2 separate regions of the Neogale vison genome follow, and region 2 is linked to region 1. The links are chromatin contacts, called in public Hi-C maps. All regions are on one chromosome and are shown on one strand. Each heading gives the region's core, a stretch centred on a gene start, on an enhancer-like site or on the middle of the called end of the contact. The rest is flanking DNA. Distances are from core to core; before and after follow the strand shown. Region 1 has its middle 86 kb from the start of ATXN1. Region 2 has its middle 95 kb from the start of STMND1.

Region 1 (2,619 bases), core at 44-2,543:
TGGGAGTTCTTTGTTTTTCCAGCGTATGACATTAAAATACACCGTTTTGAGCTCTCTCACTTACTTTATTTTTCTTGAGTCAACATGGGCCAGGAGAAGCTAACCCAAATAAAGTGGTGGTGGCGGGGGGGGGGGGGGGGGGGGGAGGGTTTAAGAAAATTATTTTATGAGGAATTTATCAAATTTATCCCCAAAAAGGCAGGGTCAGGGAAAAAATGCATTGGCAAACTTCGCTTTTTGACCTACATAACTAGAGTTCACGGAGGAAGCTGGCTTTCAGAGAGGGCTGTCTGTTATCTGCAGAAAGAACCCTTTTCTGCCAGGCCCCTTGCAAGTTTCCCTGCTGGCAGAGTTGGGGAAGCTCTCTAGACTGACGCCTGAAGATGCCGATTTGCCCGGGTGTCTGCAGCATAGACCGGAAACAAAAGCTCCTGCCACAGATGCTTTCTGACAGAGCAGAATAATAGCACTCCGACTTAAGCTGTAAATTACAAACAATCCCTTTTTAAGTACAAAACGAACGCACAGAATGGAAGACCCTGTCAGCCCGAGTGCGAGTAAATCAAATAGAAGAAGACGAATGGTTCCCTCCTACCACTGCAGCCAGATTTTTATTCTAACTGTACTGTCACCAGAGAGCTTTTCTCTCTTTGTCAGAAAGGAGGAGAAAGCCACACGTTGGGAGGCTAATAAATATGTCAGGCGTCTGGTGCCCGCATCCCCTCCGAAAGCCAATCACCTTCCGGGATCTGGTTCCCAGCCCCTCCCCTCCCCCCTCCTCCCCCGTGGAAAAGTTGTAGCTGAAACACCAATAGTAAGAACATGTGACCCCATCACTCCCAGAGCTCGCTTTTTTTTTTTTTTCCCTGCAGTCAATTTCATAATTACATCGCTCCGCCTCTCCGCTCCGCACTTCCTTCCCCCTCACGGTCCTCTCTCTCCCCCACCCCAGCAATGAATCATCGCGCATTTAAAGAGACTTAGATGACCCAGGGTGAACTTTACTGGCATCCTGTACATTCTTCTGCCAAAAAAGGGGAGTCGCTCTATGACAGGATCCCGGCCAGATCCTGATGCCCGATGTCAGGGGCCACAAGCGAGGGTGCTTCTTCGGGGAGCTCAGTGGGGAGTTCATTTTCCTAGATCGTGGGGGTGATTCAGAACTGCCCATCTCAGTTCACCATCGGGTTTTTCAGAACCCGGTTCAGTCCTTGATGCAGAAAGGAATATATCAGAGAAAAAATGTTGGCAGATCTCCTTATGCAATCAGGGCAGAAGAATTTATACCACATTCAGCCCTTTGATTTCTCCAGATCTGGCTGAGGGTGGGGTTTCCAGATTTGTGCTTTGGCGAATGCGTCCAGCAATTAACTCCTCCCTCTATAGGCTCCTCGTGTTCTTTCAGGTTATCCGTGGGCTATTTGTGCATTGATTAAAACCAAAAACGTCCCCCTCCTCCCCGCCTTCATTTTATAACACTGTTTCTCAGTAATGCAGATTGGGTCGAGGAGATCAGCATTGCCTTTAAAGGCTTTTCACCCTGCTTGCAGAAGTAAAGAGTTTATCCCTGAAATAACACTGTGCTTTTGCATGTGCTTGTCTGTCTGTATGGGAAGCCCCCTCCCCTCAACAACCCCCCCCAGCACCTCTTCTTTGCATGGTGACTTATCCTCATACCCTGAGATCCTGCACAAACATCAACATTTCTGTGAAGTCTTTCCTGATGATCACAAAAGTCTGTGCTCTGCCCAACGTGTGAGTCAGAGAAGTGCTATTTTCTTATTCTTTTTATTTATACAATATTTTTTTAAAACTCTGACAGAAAAAAAAAAATCAGGGCCATCAGCACAGATGGAAAGAGTATCCTAAGTGAGAGCGTCTCTTATCAGAACACTTCCTGTACCTCTCCAGACCATCTTGACCTCTGCTTATCATTTCAGCATGCAACTGTTTTCCTTTAGTTCATGACTCCTCGTCGATGCCTCGTCCCACAGGTCATTTCTTCACGTGAGTTCCTGTTGCCCTCTGTGGCAGGGTGAATCCTTAGCCCCCCCAAAAAGATGGACTGAAGTCCTAAGCCCAGCAGCTCTTGAGTGTGGCTTTATTTGCAAACAGCGTCTTTGCAGATGTCATTCGTTGAAATGAGGTCTTCCTGGGTTAGGATGGTCCCTAATTCAATAGGACTGCTAACCTCTTAAGAAGAAGAGGAACACAGAGACCCAGAGTGGATGCAGAGAAGAAGGCCAAGCAAAGACAGAGGCCAGTATTACGCTGCCATAAGACAAGCAACCAGAAGCTAGAAGAGGCAAGGAAGGATGCTTCCCTAGAGCCCCAGGGGAAGCACGGCCCTGCTGACACCTTAAGTCTGATATCTAGCTTCCAGAACTGTGAGAGAACTTGTTTCAAGCCACCCAGTTTGTGGCCATTTGTTACTGTAGCTTGGGCAAACCAATACACCCTCTTAATGAGATCTGTGATTCCAGACCTGTTGTGTTCTTCCTTTTTTCTCTTTATTTACCTATACAGTCTGATCTCTTTCCTTTATAAATCTGCAAAGGTCATCAGTTCTGGATGTGTGGATGGTCTCTCATGACACCACCAATACACAAAAGGTCCGAT
Region 2 (2,619 bases), core at 50-2,549, 170 kb after region 1:
TCCATAGTAATCTTCATTGTGAGGTAGGTACTATTATTAATCCCATTTCACAGATGAATAAACTGAGGCAGAGAGTTTAAATCATGGCTAGTAAATGTCAGAACTGTGATTCCCACTCAGGTGCTCTGGCTTGAGAGATGCTACACTGCCTCTACTAATTAGTGCATCATTTTGATAGGTGTATTGGTAATGGATGAAAGAGACATGCAAATTGGTCTATCCTTTAAAGTTTGTGAGTGGGTCTAGGGGCACCTGGGTGGCTCAGTCGGTTAAGCCTCTGACTCTTGATTTCCGCTCAGGTCTTGATCTTGGGGTCATGGGATCGAGCTCTGGAAGTCTGCTAAAGATTCTCTGCCTCTGCCCCTCCCCTTACACTCGCTCTAAAAATAAAGACATAAATCTTAAAAAAAAAAAAAGAGTTTGTCAGCGGGTCTGAATGCTACTTAGAATCTGCCAGTGGCTTGAAACAAGCTAGCCCTGCTTACAAACCTTGCCCTTAGGGCTTTGATTCCAAGGTCTTCACTATTCCAAGCCGAGCTACATGCTAGCTTTCTTCCCCGGGTCTGGGCTTCCATTTAAATCTCTGCAATGAACATATTCCCTTGCCAAGCCTTTACAACGGCTGTGACTCAGCTAATGTCAGCATCATGGTCTGAGATGCCAACATGACACCCTGCCGGGCACTTGGCTTACCTTAGGTACCTACACTTCTGCCCTCCCCTCCTCTGTGGCATCTGTCCTGTTTTCAGACCCACTGTGCTCCCTTTCTATTGTTGCTCTGGGCTCACTAAATTTTTCAAATAAAACCTGACTGCCACTACGTTAAGGCTGGCCATTTGATAAGGGCCGTGTCTTAAAAGGTTAATCTCTTATTCTAGAGACCAGCGGAAGCCAAATCAGAACAGAATCAGAGCATCCGTGCCCTGGTCAGAAACTTCGCAGGGATTGGAGGAGAAAAGGGTGGATGGAAACCTTTCCTGACACGTCGCCGGGCCACAGATCTGATGCAATAATCTGTAAACACACACACACACACACACACACACACACACACACATGCATCTTAGTCACAGCGTGCTTCTCCCTCCTGCCAGAATATTGAGTGGGGAAAAACATTCAGACCCTGAGCTGAGATGTTGCTAAGTGAAGGGGAGATTTCAGGTGAGAAGTAAATGTGTAGAGAGGATGCAGTGACCTTTCTTATTTGCAGTGTTTTCATTCCGCGGCTTGCACGGCGGGGACCCTGACATCAGAAGCTCTGATGGCCCGAGGCTGTGTTGGAGAGGAAATAAATGAGCCTGCCCTACTTCCAGAGGCTCTGGTAATGTGTGTGCTGCACGGAACCTGGGCAGGGCACGATGTGTGTAGACAGGCGACCTCTAGTGGGCCCGTGTGGGCGTTGCATCGCCTGCTCGGCCACGGAGAGAACCCTGAGTCAAAGCACGCAGGGTCTATTGAGAAGATCTGTTTGCCCAGCACCCACCTGGACATCAGGGAAGATTCAAAGGAATGACAGGCTGGCAAACTTAAGGCGCTTATCCCCTGGCCTGGGAAAATCAAAACAGCACCTTGTTTCTTCTATTGACTTGATGCCGTGGGAGCTTCCAATCACATGGGTCAGGTTAATCATCCAGGAAGCTGAGCCCGAAGGACAATTAGACATGAGATGAAAAGAGGAAGGGCGTTCCGGGACGGAAGAACAGCACGAACCAAGCAGGCAGGAAGAAAAGTCTTGATGACAAGGAGCAGAGTTTTCTAGCGAGAAAATCTGACACTGTGTGTGTGTGTGTGTGTGTGTGTCTGTGTTGGGATGACTGAAAACTAGCCAGGGGGCCGGAAGGCCAAGAACAGAAGATCCAGCCCTCCCGAGCTCTTCGTAAAAGACCCTCCTCAGGTCTCCACGGAGAGATGCTGGGCCTCTGAGGACATGATCAGGGATCGCAAACTCAAAGGCTCCCCCGGCCAGATCGTGCATGGAAATGCATGAGACAGGCGGGATGGAGGATTCTGGCATTTCAGAGATGTCAACTTTCGTTTTAAAATTTTGCAGTGGTATTTAGGCAGCCTGGAGTCATGAATGCAGCTGGAAGGAGGGGAGGCTGTGACAGAAAGGGGTGGGTTTGGACCTTCTTACCGCGGGCAGCCGTGACTCAACACCGGCCAGTTGTTACTGTGAGGAATGTGGACCCACTTGCCAAATATTCCAAGCCCGCGTGAGAAGCCCATTATCTACCATTTTACGTGAAATCTCTCAGTGTGGAAATGTTGGATTAACTTTATAAAACACGGTACAGATGAAACAAAACATTTGGCCTTTGGGTGATCACTTGGTGAGCTGGAGCGCCATTCATCAAGTTTATTCTGAAGATGTTTTAAGACGTGGAATGAAACAGACAAATTTTACTATAATTCTCATGATTTGGCGGAAGGCCAATGACTGCTTCAATTTTTTTTTTTTTTTTTTTTTGGTGGGAGAGAGAAGTGTTTTTTCTCTGACGAGGGCCTTGAAAGGAGCTTGCTAGGATGAGCCCTTTGCGCCTGTCTCTCTGCCCCTCATTCACAAGTCGGAGTCACCTTCCTGAGCCTCTGTCTTTTTGCCTGGAGATAACTGACATGTAA

Evidence for each region. Hi-C and Micro-C count contacts between places; a contact is called where the count stands out from the background.
Region 2: a Hi-C map of fibroblasts shows a contact between it and region 1, with 7 times the contacts expected there. The contact joins two enhancer-like sites. A contact is called at or near these places in 2 of 3 Hi-C or Micro-C datasets (fibroblasts and muscle).

Annotation. Positions count from the first base shown.
Region 1 is chr1:139,289,453-139,292,071 of ASM_NN_V1, forward strand. No RefSeq gene overlaps it. Among named protein-coding and RNA genes, the nearest start is that of ATXN1, 86 kb to the left of the region's middle. Within about 2 kb of position 1,294, the one cell type or tissue checked has open chromatin away from gene starts, as enhancers often do. A contact at or near this core is called in fibroblasts, where this site is marked.
Region 2 is chr1:139,457,247-139,459,865 of ASM_NN_V1, forward strand. No RefSeq gene overlaps it. Among named protein-coding and RNA genes, the nearest start is that of STMND1, 95 kb to the right of the region's middle. Within about 2 kb of position 1,300, the one cell type or tissue checked has open chromatin away from gene starts, as enhancers often do. A contact at or near this core is called in fibroblasts, where this site is marked.